Linked DNA regions of Sus scrofa: region 1 is linked to region 2. The links are chromatin contacts, called in public HiChIP or PLAC-seq maps. All regions are on one chromosome and are shown on one strand. The core of a region is the stretch at or near the end of the contact, and the rest is flanking DNA. Distances in the headings are between cores, read along the strand shown.

Region 1 (7,032 bases), core at 219-2,718, 210 kb after region 2:
CCCCTCCTCCTCCTTCTCCTCCTCCACCCCCTCCTCTTCTCCCTCAACACGGGTTTTGCCCACATTCTCCTAATGTGCTCCACCTCCAGCACTGCTGCTTTTCCCCTTCTTGAAATGCCCTTCCACTTTTCCTCCCACCTCAATCCTATCCCTTCCCGTCCAAATCCTACCTACTCCCCAAGGCGCATCACAAAGCTCGCCTTCTTCAGGCTGCCAGTCCTGGCTGAACACTCCAGTTCACAGAGAGCTTTCCCCTCCGAAAAGCTTTAGGACTTAATCATTATTAGAACAAATACCTATGCTGCACTTAACATGTGCCGGGTACCGTTCTAAGCTCTTTACATTTGTTAACTCGACCTTCACCCCAACCCTTTGAGCTAGGTCCCATTTTCCCCTCTGTTTGTTGTGGTTGTTGTTTAAACAGATGAGGAAACAGAGGCACGTTCTCTAGAAGCAGCGTGCACTGGGTCCCACAGTAGTAGGTGGGAGAGACAGGATTCCAGCCCAGGGACACAAGGACCCAGGGGCTCTCTGACATCGCAGCCTTCCAGATACAGGTCATCCTCTCAGGGGGTGTGGCCTGGACTCCCGGGTTATTTTCATGGCCCCTCTCTCACTGACTCAGCTCTAATGGGGAAGAAAGTGACAAGCTCACAGAGCCGGTGTCAGAGGCCAGGTTAAGAACTCCAGCTTCACCAGTGAATTACTCTGAGTGAGAGGCACATAAACTCTCTTTGACTCTATTTTCACATCTGTAAAACACCTACGTACTTCAAGGGGTTGTCATGACACTTAAATTAAATCCCCCTGAAAAGCCTCTTCTGCACTGCCTGGCACATTGTAGGTACTCGCATGCTGGTTCTTCCCCTTTTCACGCATCTTGACATCTTTGTTGGGCTCTGCTCAGCACCTGCTGCTGCTGTGACCTGCCAGGAGGTTACCTGGGGGTTCCTGTGGCTCATCCTCCCACCCTCCACTACAAGTAGCAGCAGCCCAGGCGCCCAGGCGAGAAACACATAGCTCTGGGAATCGCCTCTTGAAACGCTGATCACCCTCCTGGACTCTTCCATTATTTTTGGCAACGGCCATGGCAGAGAACACCTCTGGCGCTGGCTCAGAACCTATTTCCAAAGCCAGAATCTCCACCTCATTTCCCACACACACCCCTTGTCCTTCCTGTTCCCTGGATCCCTGTCCTAATCCATGATCCCTTTCCTGGATTCTCAGAACTCAAGAGGAGTAAGTGTGACTACCGTATGTATAACTCTCTTATTTTTTCATTTTACTTAATAAAGAGGAAAAATAGAACAGAGGTGCCTGGTGGACTTTTCTGGCCAAGGAGGAGTCTGGTCAGTGACTCAGGCTAAGGAAATTAGAAGGCAATTTCCAGGGACCGCTGTGCAAACCCCAAAGTCAGAAGTCCTAACAACACTCCTCTAGTTCACAGCCTTTGCTGGCCATTAACTCATGCTGGCCCCAGAATAGCTCTCTGGAAAATGCAGCAGCTGGTGCTTATATTTCTGGAGCTGGAACCGTCTCCTATGACATCAAATGGGTTTATTTTTCCCTTCTCTTTGCCTCCCCTCTGCCTGCTACCACACACAGCGATTCCAATCCTGATTTGTCCCCCAAACCCTCACTCAGCTCTAAAGAGGGCCATGATGCATGGTGGGCTGCACTCCCTCTCCCAACAGCCTTGAAGGATGTGGTCGGTCGTTCCATGAGCAGGAACCCTTGTCAGACCTGTGAATCATGCCTAGCTCACTTCCCTCTTTGGAGAAGAAGAAACTGTTCTCGTGTGAGAGAGCGACAGAGAGAAAGAAAACAGGCAAGACTGCTAAGCCCTGTGTGGCACTGACCTTGGGGCTAGGATCCTATTTGACCTTGCCCTTACCCGTAGCACCTCTACTCCTCTCCCCCAACACATGCGCCTTCCCTTCTCCTTCCCAACATCCCAGGAAGCCATCACTAGGTCAGCTCCAGGAAGCCCTCCAGGTCTGAACAGCTGCTCCTTGTTTATCTGTTTCTCGTGTATGCTGGGCGTTTTCCACAGGGCATGCAGCCTACTTTCCCATCAGACTGTGAACAGCTGAGCCTTCCTTTTTTGCCTCAGTCTTTCCTCCTCTGGCAGCTGCACCTATCGAGTCCTAAAAGTACTCAAAGTGTTTTTGGTGATGAGGAACATCGGATGGAAACGACTTTATGTTGAGTACCCATGACGGGGGCCGGGTCCTAAGTAGGAGCTTTGCCCCCAAATTATCTCAGATCCATTTCCCCAAAGCCCTGAGAGGCTACGGGTGAGGAAACAGACTCAGAGTGGCTGGCCTAAGGTCATACATGTAGGAAGAGCCAGAGGTGGGATTCGAAGCCTGATCTGCCCAACACCACTCATTCCAAAGGGGAACTGGCCTGAGAGGACCCTTCCCACACTGCAGCTGCAGCCTTCCTCCCGTGGGGCTGGATCCACAGTCTAAGGGCTTAACTAAAAATGAAGGGCAGAGGCGTTCCCATTGTGGCTCAGAGGAAACAAATCTGACTAGCATCCATGAGGACACAGGTTCAATCCCTGGCCTCATTCAGCGGGTTAAGGATCCGGCGTTGCCGTGAGCTGTGGTATAGGTCACAGACGTGGCTCGGATCCCACCTTGCTGTGGCTGCGGCGTAGGCTGGTGGCTACAGCTCCGATTCGACCCCCTGCCTGGGAAACTCCATGTGCTCTAAGTGCAGCCCTAAAATAAATAAATAAAAACAAAAATGAAGAGCAGAGAAATGAGGGGGTCTGAGGCCAACCGCTAAAAATGTTGCTCCCAGACTCAAGACTAAAATCCGTTCTGCTCTACACACACAGGAGAATGTATTATTTCTACAGGATGGGTCCTTAATTTATCACCTCAAGCATCACTGGGAAGCAGATATCATCTTGGATTTGTCCCACCCCTCCTGCTTCATAGTGACCTCCCTCCATCACCCGTCACACACGCACTTCCAGGGCACAAGGTGAAAGTCCCACTCAGTGAGCCAATCCTCAAATGCCACCCTGTGTTGGTCTCTCATGGTCATGTAATCCCCAGTATGGTCTTCCCAGCCAGACTCCAGTGGAGGAGAAGGGCCCCATTTTAGGTTCATATCTTCCTTTGGAGGTAATCTGACCTGAGTTGACCCAGATCTGGCTTGTACTCACTGGGAGACCCTGAGCAACCTCTACTCTCCCCAAGTCTCAGCTCACCCATCCAAATAAAGGAAGCAAAGAACCTACCCCACATTGGGGGACATGAGGGGACACCCAGTGAACTATAGGAATCACATGAAATCCTGCATATTAAGCATTTGGCACCACCCATGGTAACTGCTGCTAACACCAGCTATTATTTGCATTCCCTGAAGAGCCCTGTAGAGGATCAGAAGATTCATGGACTGGTATTTGTCTGAAACAAACAATCAGGGAAGGAAATGACTGTGAAAGCACAACGCCCCCCAAATCCAAACAAACAAACTCTTGTTTGTTTTAGATGCACGAGCTCCTTTCCACCATCATCTGACCTGACATACACATGCACGTGGGTGCAAAGAATTCTGTGAACCGGACCTTATATCTTTATGGAAAGTTCTCTAGCAAAGCTACCTGCAGTTTGCATCCAGCACCATCAGGACCATTGGGAAGACAAGTGTGGTCTGAAGCCAAAACCAGTTTACCTAAATCTCTCCAGGGGCAGCACGTAAAAGCTAAGAGAGGAGCCCAACTCCACGCAGGAAGTCTGGCCTAAGCAGCAGCTGCCCACTACCTCCAAAGCCACCCCAAGAAGGGACTTGGCAGAGAAGAAGGAAGGGCTGACAGCACCACCCAAACCATGGAGGTCACTTGCCTGCCTTTCATAAACAGACCAAAAGCACAAGACCCTCAGTGTCCAGGCAGCTCCCCCTCGTCACTGGGACAAGCACTCCTTTCGCTGGATGTCCTGAGAAGACCTCTGCAATGTGTTCCCAGCGTCCTGGAGCCAGCAGAGCCCTCCTGCTTGGGCCCCAGGCCTCTCATCAGCTAGCTCTGGCTCACGTGCACATCCCAGAAAGCCTCTCTGCTCTGCAATTTGCCAAACCACAGACTCAGAATTCACCACCAGTGGAGGAGAGGCGGGAAGAAGGCATGCTTCTTCAACGTACAGGGCTTCTAGAACATACGTGACTTGGGCGCAGTATATTCTGCAGAGTGCCCAGAACACTTGACCTTCTGGTATGTGGTGTCCACCATGCAAAGGCCAAGAGAGGAGGCGATGCTGAGCTTCTGAAGCCCAGCCCCGACCTGCTCCTCCTGCCTTGTTGGCCCCACCAACACTGTCTACCATCGGCCCCCTCTCCTTATGGATGCCCCAAATGTGCAGGAACCTCTTGCCAGCACCAGACATTTGTCTCCCTTGTCAACTCCAACCTTGAACAACGCCATGGGCAGAAGGCCAGTTAGACCCAGGTGCTGTGACTAGCTGTGTCACAAATGACTTTACCCCATCTGGTTTTCAGTTTCCTCATCTGTAAAATGAGCTCCCTGCCAGCTCCACAATTCCACAACACTTTCTCCTTTAACTCCTTCCCACCACCTGAATTCGGAACTCTGTATGGCCCCATCTGCTCGGTGACATCACTCCCGGCCCCAAACATAATGTCATTGATTCTTGCATGGGAAGCGGAGACATCCCGGAAAACACTATCCATAAAAAGGCAGGAAATGATTGCTTCAAGGAAACTGGACAGGACTTCTTTTGTATTTTTCACATAGAAGAAATTATTATCAATCTTAAAACCCCAAATCTTTCTTCCTTCTTGCCAGACCATTAATAGCTGCTTTTCAAAAGTGCTTTCTTAGTCAGAATCATGCCCATCATAAGCTACCATTTAATGAGTGCTTGTTATGTGCCAGGAACTTCCTAAGTGCTTCGCATGGATGATCTCATTTAATTCTCCAGACAACCCTATGAAGTAGATACTATTATTATCCTCACTTTAAAATGAGGAAACTGAGGCCCCACTAAGGTTAAATAATTCGCCCGAAGTCAGTGGCTGAGCCAGGCTTAAAACAAGAGCCTCTAAGTCAGAGCCTCAGCAGTAACCATCTCTCAACACTGACTGCAGCGGGTCTCCGGTCGCTTCAGCAACACTCCTGGCTTGTTGCCAGTAGGTTCTACATCTGTAATCTTGGACATCATTGGTCAAAGCCAAGATTTGATGTTTTGCCTAAAAGCCAGAGCCGGGAAAAGCACCTGCCTGGGTCTCAGAGCAGAGAGTGCCATCTGTTGAAAGCAGTGCCAACCCAGAGGACTAGAAAAGAACTCCTAAAACTTAGCCTGCAACATTTGAGAAGTTAGGAAGGCTGATATCATAAGGAGTGCTGGGATATGCAAATGGACATCTGTCCCCAGTGCAGGGTGACCACTCAGTGACCTAAGTCCTCCAAAAAGAGCTTTCTTGAAACAGCAGGTTTAGACGCTTGCGGAGCCAGCAACACAGAAGGAACAACTCTTCCACCAGCACCCACCTCTCTGTCCGGTTGGTTTACCTTCTCCCCAAACTGAGCCCATACCCATTTATTTTGCTATAAAGAAACCCAAAGGTCAGAGCTACTGGGGATAAAGACAGAAAGAGTAGCCTGAGGCTGACATTAGCACAAATCCCAGTCCCCTTCCAAAAAGGAAATAAAAGGCATTTCAGGGATCAAGGTACTGTCTAGGGCTGCAACCAACAGCCTGTTTTAATTGTTATAAATTAATGCTTTGAGCATTCACTTTATTTTTATTTTTTTGTCTTTTTGCTATTTCTTTGGGCCACTCCCGCGGCATACGAAAGTTCTCAGGCTAGGGGTTGAATCGGAGCTGTAGCCCTCGGCCTACGCCAGAGCCACAGCAACGCGGGATCCAGCCGCGTCTGCAACCTACACCACAGCTCACGGCAACGCCGGATCGTTAACCCACTGAGCAAGGGCAGGGACCGAACCCGCAAATCTCATGGTTCCTAGTCGGATTCGTTAACTACTGCGCCAAGACCGGAACTCCTGAGCATTCATTTTAAATGTTCCTTTAAGTGCCTAATTTGCAAATAAGATGCAGTCCTTAGGCTTTGGGTGCCCTGCTGTCCGTCTCTCCTATCTCAAGTACAGCGGCAAAGCTGCTCAGACTGGAGTCCTCAGGCGTCAAGGACAATGTTTACTTCCTAAGGTGGGAAAGATGGGAAGAGAGGACGGGCTGAAAGGAAAGGGAGACCCGTCCCACAGGCCCGGAGCTCGGCTCAATCAACTCTAGCCCCTTCTCATTAAGTTTGAAGAAGGAAGGGGGAGGGGCGGCCGGCTGTTCCTCGGAGACCACAGCAAACATTTGCCGCCTCCTGTCTGGAAATGGAGCATCACTTAAGAGGAAATGAACCCGGTTAAGGGTCACGTCCAGAGGAGGGATAAAAGGAAAAGCCACATTTCTCCTCACACCGACCGACACAATGACTTTAAGGAAACCAAAGCTCGGGGCTGAGAGTGGAGGTGGGGCATGGGGCGCGGCGGCTTCCCTCTGACCCCAGACCCAGGCCTAGGGAGGCAGAGACCAGAGCAAAAGTGGGGGGCTTGCGCGAGGCTTCCTTTCCCAGGGCAAGCCTCTGAAAGCATCTCGGTCTGTGAGCGTGAGCGACCCGAACCCCTTGGGATGACCGGGAGGATGTTCCTTCCCAACGGAGCTGCCCAGCGAGGGTTTGACGAACGCTCCCCCCCACCCCCATCCATCAAAGCTCAGGCGGACAGATGACTTCACCGTTGTAACAGACAAGGGCAGCCACTTGCCAATTCCAATGCCAAAAAAAGAAAACGGGCCTGGGGGGAGTGGAGGAAGGTCAGAAAAGGCTTCCCTGGAAATCAGAGCCCAGCGAAGAAACTCCATCACTGACGGCTGCCCTATGGGCACTTGGCTCTAGACTCAACAGCGGTTAGGGGCACAGGGCTACCGGGGGCCCTCTGGGGGTTCCTGGCCAGCCCCTCCGCAGGGGTCGGTAGGGGCCGTACTCACA
Region 2 (7,081 bases), core at 3,308-5,807:
GCCACCACTCATTTATATAAGCCACTCTCTCGGAGACACTGATCTTTTTTTTTTTTTTTTTTTTTTTTTTTTTTTTAAGGGCCGCACTCTCGGCACATGAAGGCTCCCAGACTAGGGGTCCAGTTGGAGTTATAGCTGCCAGCCCATGCCACAGCCACAGCAAGGTGGGATCCGAGCTGTGTCTGTGACCTACACCACAGCTCACAACAATGCTGGATCCTTAACCCACTAAGCAAGGACAGGGATCGAACCTGAATTCTCATGGATACTTCTCACAGTCTGCTCCCTGGTGAGCCATGATGGGAACTCCTGGAAGACACTAATCTTGCAGAAAGAACCCTGAATTGACAATATGCAGCCACTCCTGCCACCCCCTCACCGCTGATTTAAATCCAAGCTCAGCCACTAGCAAGCTTTGAGGCCTTGTGCAAGCCACTTACCCTTTAGAAACTTGGTTTCCTCTTCTAAAATATGGAAACAAAGCCCCCTGCCCCACTTAACTCCTGTAGAGCTACACCAAGGGAGAGAGAGAAAAAAATGCTTTGAAAAGTCTCCAGATTGTAGGTGGATGGGGTCATTATTCTGAGCAAGTGGAAGAATCCAACAGACTCCTCACTTCCCCCCAGATACAACTTACTGCCCAGACTGGATGGTGGCCCACCCCTGTCTGTTAGAGAAAAAACAAAATGAAAATGCTGTCTGACAATCTTTCACAGTCGACCTTCCCAACAGCCCCATGGGTTTCAAAATATTATCCTCATTTTATAGATGTGAACATTGAAAAGCAAAGTGGCCACATACTAGCTATTTGATGACAGAGTAGGATCTGAACACAAGCCTTTCATGTGGCCCACAGGGCCCTCTGTCTTGCTCTTTTGTGCACAACACACCGGGCTCGGAAGCCCCCAAAGGCGCTGGTCTTTCTGATCCTTCCCTGTGCCCGGGCCTCATCTTTCAAAGCCACCACCTTGCACAGATCCTGTGATTTCTTGTTAGCTGCCCTTCTGCTCTCATGCCCTTATATTCCCCCAGCATCCTGACCTTACGCTGGGGTTGGCTGTCTCCCCAGCTGGACCGAGAGCTCTTTGAGGACAAAGGCCAAGTCTTGTTCATCTTGGCATCCCTGTCGAGCCCCTGCCTGGCTCAGTGATGACAAAGAAGGGCTGAGTGAGCAGTTGTTAGACATGAAGTGCAATGCCAGATGGGCACAAGACTTCTTCCATCTCCCCCGGCCTCTCCATCCACACCACAGTCCCTCCTTCCCTTGGCCTCAGGATCTCTGAGCCCCTCCTGGGGTCAGTGTGGGGCACCTGCTCTAGAGCTCCCGGCTGGCCCTCTTGCCAGCTAGAATCCAGGGCAGCCCTTCAGCCCCTGGCCAGGGTTTCTTCCTCCGGTCCCCTAATGTGGGGAGGAGGTCCCTCTGACTCACAGCACCCTCAGCTCTCCTGGAAGGATCTGCCCACAGGGACCTGAGGCCTGGAGACATCTGTCATAACATGCCCAAGATCACCCAGTAAGCGGACGCTCCCACTGGGAATTCTCACAGTCTCCTCCCACACCTGATGGGGCCATTTTCACTGGGGCCTCTCCCCTCGCAGGAATGGAAAAGCCAAGCTCAGGGAGGTCCCACAGGCCAAGCACCAGGGACAAGGCCACGCCCTGGGTGAGTCTCCTGGAAGAAGGCAAAGGAATTCTCAGCACTCCTGGCTCCTCCCCAAGCCCATTCAAAGCAGCCTTGGGTGCCTACTGGAGCCAAGGGTCCCCCCTGCAGGGAACCCAGCAAACAAAGCCCTCCTCCAGGGTGGATGCGGAGCTGGAAGGAGCAGCCCAGAGCCTCCAACCCCCAGGGCGTTGGCAGGGAAAAACTGCACAGAGGAAATAGCTTCACCAACCACAGTGCCTCTATCCTAGGGAGCCGCAGAGATTAACCAAGAGGCACAGAGTGGGGAAGAAGCAAGTTACAAATTGCCTGAACTCTCTGCGCCTTAGCTTTCTCACCTGTGAAAGCGAAGCCATGCTGCCTGGGCAGGGGTGGTTACAGGACAGAAGGTACTGGCCCACGGTGTGATATACAGGAGGTGCTTCAACAGCCCCTTTCCTCCATAGTTTCTGATGTTAACAGTCTCCACAAAGAAGCAGATGGGTTTAGGTTGGGGTGAAAATACCTTGGGCCTAGGATGACTACCCTGGAGCCTGGAATGTGTTAGTGTGACTTAGAAAGGTTCTCTCCCTGAGCCTCTCCTGCTCCATTTCCCTTCCTGTCTCCTGACCCCTGGGCAACAATGTGGTCTAGTACAGATCCTACCCCAATCCAAGGAGAAGAGGCCACACCCCTAGTTCAGATGCCTCAGAAACTGCCTGGGACCTAGTGTCTCCTTCTAGCCTTACAACAGTTACAGTGATTGGTCAGGCAGTGGTGACTGACAGCCACAGGTACCAGTCGGGAAGCTCTTGAGCTTCCCACCCCTGCCCTGTCAATCTCTGGTGTCTCCTCCTCCCCAAACCCCAAAAGGGAGGGGTCTGCAGAGTCACCACCCTGCCTCCCAGCATACCAGCCATCACAGTCCCCTCAGCTGGGTCAGTGGGTAACTGCCTGGGTCCCAACTGGGAGACTGTAGGCTCCTTGACACAGGGATCAAGTCTTCCTTGATCTGCTTGTGCCTGGCTCACAGCAAGAGATAAAGGCTGAGGAATGAATGAATGTCCCTGACTACATGCTCGCTTCATTGCTTGGTTTGGTTTTCTCCCCTCTGAATGAGCCAGCCTATGATCAACACCTCACCACGGCAGGAAGATCCTGGTACATGATGGCAGAGAGACAGGGCAGGAAGCCGGGAAGTCACTGACCTAGCCTGCCCTCCAGACCCTGTCTCCTGGCCTCTGTGGAGTCATCTCATCACCACAGGGCCCTGGAGGAGAAACTCTGTTCCAGAAGTGGTTCTAAGGTGGGGATGCCTGGATGGAAGAAGATAACAGATGTCTGAGGGTCGAGGTGGGCCATGAATATCCCACCCTCTTAAACATGCCTTTGCAGTGAGCAGCCCAGCACACCCCAGCTGAGTCCCAGCCCTCAGCCACGGCACCTTCTAACTGCACCCCTCGGGGAATTAGGGGTATCTCCCTAACCCTGGCTCGTCCCTTAGCCTGGAAAGTAGAGGTCTCCGTCCCCTCTCCTTGTCCTAGGCCCTGACTCAATCCAGGCCCTAAGGTGGTGGGACGGCCCCATGGGGGCTGAGAGATGCAGGTGTGGAGGGCAGGCCAGAATCTACCTCCTAGCTGCCACATCAGCACTGACAAGATGCCCTGGCCCCACCAAAAGTGGGAGCCTTTTAAGTCCAAGGAGGCAAGTTTGTGTCAGCAGTGCGGTGAGGTCTGGGACACAGTGAGGGCTGGCTGGGAAACCAGAGGATGGGGTGCAGCCTTGGTGTTCCCTCCCCCTGTGCAAAGATCAGCTCCCTCTCTCTCCTCCGAGGAATGGTCAGTTACAAGCTGGCTCTGCTGGCAATGAGGTCCAGGCGTTTGCATTCCTGGTTCTCCTCCCATTACCAACGCCCAGGGGAAGCAGGCCCCTCACAATGTCAATACTCCAGGGAGCACTATTACTTATACCCAAGTGTGAAGGAGGTGACCTGATGCTTGCCTAGGAGATGCTGGTTGAGACCAGGGGAGGGAGATGGGAAGCAGCCCCGACCCCACCCCCACCCACCCAGGTCTGGGTTGGGACTAGGAGGGGTGAGAATGCCCATCATTTTGTTATCTTTACAGGTGGGTCAGGGGCTGTTCCAATGTGCTAAGCCTTTTCCACCCCACCCATGAAACCGTGTACAAGGCAGGTACAAGGCAAACATGCAGCAAATGCCCACATAGTGTGCAAAAGGGTCAGGACACTTGGCTGCCAGGCAGGATGGCGCTAAGGGTGTCCCAGGCAGACAAGACAGACTCAGGGGAAAATGGGCTTCTCCAGTTCACCTCCAGGAGGAACAGGGGCAGCAAATGGGCCCGGAAAACCCCTGCCCCCAAAGCAGTGGAAGTTGGTGTAACCCTCCTAACGCTGGGCCTTCAGGACCCTGTGCTGGCTTGAATACTGGCCTCGCTTTAAGTCCCAGAGCGATTGCTTTCACAGATCTTGTTTAACTTGAGAAGGATGGGGAGGAGGGGCAAGAAAAACTGCATTCTTCTCCATCAAAGCCAAGAGTCCAAAGTAATACTTTGGGTTGTAACTGATCCCGGCCTGTTTGTGATTACGGGCCCCTCGCTTGCTTTCTGGCAGAAGGGCCCTGGAACCCCGCAGCACGGCGGACGGAGAGAGACACCCCTGCTCACTTGGATAATCTTGTCCTCGTCTGACATGACCAAAAACGTCTGTCGGCCTCTCTGCTTTTAGCAGTTCTCCAGGGCAACTCTTCAAAACATTACTTTATTTTTAAAGGGGGGGGGGAGCTACCCCCCAACCCCTACCATGAAATTCCACAACACTAATCATATTCCTTCTGTTACCAGCACCAGCCTGGAAAACACAGCAGCGCCAGCCCTCCCATTGGCTGATGCAAATTAAAGGAGAGAGGGAGGCTCAGGATTGGACAATCTTCCTCTTTTGCCTGCCCGCTCCCTTTCATTAGGGGAGGGGACACACACACACACACACACACACCACCACACACACACCACACACACACACACACACACACACACACACACACACACCCCTTTCACAGCCATAGCACAGAAGTGGCTTAGCAAAGCTCAAGACTATTTCTCAGCTGTTCTTTCTCCAGAAATTTAATCTGCAGAGCATTTGGCCTCACGAAGCCCATTCCAAAGGTGTCCAGGAGCCCACGGGCCCTGTGATCATCATTACAAACCCAGAAGTTTGTAGCCAGTGACCCATTTGGCAGCTCGGGGAGCTGCCTGAAAGCTGCCAACATGGTCAGATTCCCCTTGCCTGCTTCCTCTAAGCTGAAACTGGTTTCTTCCTGGAGCCCAGGGGCTAGAGGGGATCTTAGGCGTTCTGGAACTATGAAGATGAAAGGCCTGCTTCTTGCATGGCTTGGTAAAGCCTGATGGTCAGGGGAAGAAGGGAGCTTGGTATCTAGAAAGCAGTCCTGGCCACTGTCCTCACTCCAAGCCACACCTCCGTTCTACAGGTGAAGAAAGCAGATGCTCGGGAGGTATAGGGACTTGCCTTGAGGTCACCTGGTTAGTGGGTGGCTGAGCCTGGAACCTCTTAGGCAAAGCTTAGCGTTCCTCCCACAAGGGCTGCCCTGCGCACCAAGATGACACCCTGAGTCCAGCACCCAGTGGAAACACCTTGGCCCAATGCCTCAAGCAAGAAGTAGGTGGCTGGAACTGGCAGAAAGCTCCCCAGGGCACGGGGAGGTCACTTGGCCAGGCTGGGGAGAAGCCTGTAGGTAACATGCAGGCATTGGTGCAGGGCCCAGGCCCCCAGGCCTTGCTGTGGGTACAGCCTGAATTCTGACTCAGTCAATAGATGATGAGCACGCTGAGCAGAGAAGGCTGGGGCCTTGTGAGGGCATCGCTTACAAGTACAGAAAACAAACGAGAAGAGACAGAGTGTTCAGAAACACAGGGCTTGGCGGTCCAGCCAACCTCAACAGCAATCCCTCCACTTTCCTGGTGGGGAGGGAAGAACAAAAGGGGCCAAGGAAGCAGCACCTTGGACTTGGGAGAAACCTATAGTCAGCCAGTGGGACAGTCCCACCCTGGACAGGGAAGTGGCGCTGCTGGAAGGGGGAGTCCGCATTCAAGTCGGGGTGTTTGAAGTTGACCTCACAGGGGGAAAGGTACCTCACTTGAAAAAGGAGCCTGTTTGAATGCACGGGGTTGGGGACAATCTGCCGGCCTCTGCTCTGCCTGTGTCCAGGCTCCAGCTATGTTAGCACGAGGCTGAGGGACCCAGGATGGGGAGCTGAAGAGCTGGCTCACCACCCCCACAACCTGGGGGACAAGCTGGGCTTCAGGCAGGGAGAGGCCAGATTGACTGCACCTAGCCCTGGGTGGCCTCGAAGGAGCTAGGAGACGCCAGCACATCTTGCGAATGGCTACGTCTGCACCAACGGTCCCCAGCCACGTGGTAGCCCTGCCACTCACTCGCCATGGGACACTAGGCAAGTGACTTCAGGCCTCTGTTCCTCCTCTGTCAAGGGAGGGATTCAGGCAGATGGTTGGAAATATCCCCCTCAGCTTATCTCCTTCACTGGACCCTCGAGGCCCTCAACGCGCTGCTCCAGCCTGTTTATCGCTAGGGGAATGTCTCCTCTCTTGTTCCTGCCACTGCCCACACCTTTGCAGGTGTCATTCACTCAGCGTGGAGCACCTTCCTCCTTCAGCCCCTGGTTCAAGGCCTTCATTCTCCAGGAGACTTCCTTGACCACTGACCCAGGCACCGCCCCCCCCCCAAGGAGACATGGTGCATGGAAGCCCACGGCCTGCGGAGCAGACTGGGCCTCCTGGTCCCGCCCTCCCGCCCCCTCAAGCCCACTGTGCTTTCTGCTGGATGGGAGCACCACAGACCCACTGCATCTGGACCTTTACCCTGCAGGCAAGAGGCAGCCCTAGAATGTTGTCACCTCCAAGGATCAGACGATAGAGATGACTGCTGTTTGTCTACTGCTGCACCCCAGTGCTGGGCACACAGTAGGTGCTCTGTCACCTGAATGAGCAAAAGGCATCCTGTGCAAGCAGCGCCTGCATGCAGGATGTCACTCAGACAGGGCTGGGACTGCTGAAGGACCTGGGGGAGGGGGAAGGAGAAGCATAGAACTCTTCGCTGGGTCATGTGGGCTTGGGGGAGGGGCCAGGACAGATCTATTTGGACAAAGAGAAGGCGGCATAGTGGGCTGGGGCCCTGCCTAGCAACCCCTAGGCACAGCCCAGGCTCTGCTCAGACCCTCAGTCCTGGTAAGCAGATCTCTGCGGGAGATCCCAAGTGACCTTGACCCATCCACCCATCCAGCCCAGCCTCGCCCCATGGACCTGCCTGAGCCAAATGCTGCAACACTCACACAACTCTTCTGCAGGAAACTGAACTAACGAACGCCCCCTCCCCCTTCACATTCCCTCT

What was found. HiChIP or PLAC-seq counts read pairs in DNA pulled down with a chosen protein or histone mark.
Region 1: an H3K27ac HiChIP or PLAC-seq map of skeletal muscle shows a contact between it and region 2. The contact joins two enhancer-like sites. A contact is called at or near these places in 1 of 5 promoter capture datasets (fetal liver) and 1 of 2 datasets of contacts at active chromatin or transcription factors (skeletal muscle).

Annotation. Positions count from the first base shown.
Region 1 is chr14:114,769,658-114,776,689 of Sscrofa11.1, forward strand. SH3PXD2A (SH3 and PX domain-containing protein 2A) reads right to left here. Exons shown (of 15, transcript XM_021072762.1): 1 at 7,032. Among named protein-coding and RNA genes, the nearest start is that of SH3PXD2A, 4.1 kb to the right of the region's middle. Within about 2 kb of position 1,469, at least 27 of the 83 cell types and tissues checked have an H3K27ac peak or open chromatin away from gene starts, as enhancers often do. A contact at or near this core is called in skeletal muscle, where this site is marked.
Region 2 is chr14:114,558,559-114,565,639 of Sscrofa11.1, forward strand. All of the region lies in intron 8 of SH3PXD2A (SH3 and PX domain-containing protein 2A), which reads right to left. Among named protein-coding and RNA genes, the nearest start is that of NEURL1, 130 kb to the left of the region's middle. Within about 2 kb of position 4,558, at least 22 of the 83 cell types and tissues checked have an H3K27ac peak or open chromatin away from gene starts, as enhancers often do. A contact at or near this core is called in skeletal muscle, where this site is marked.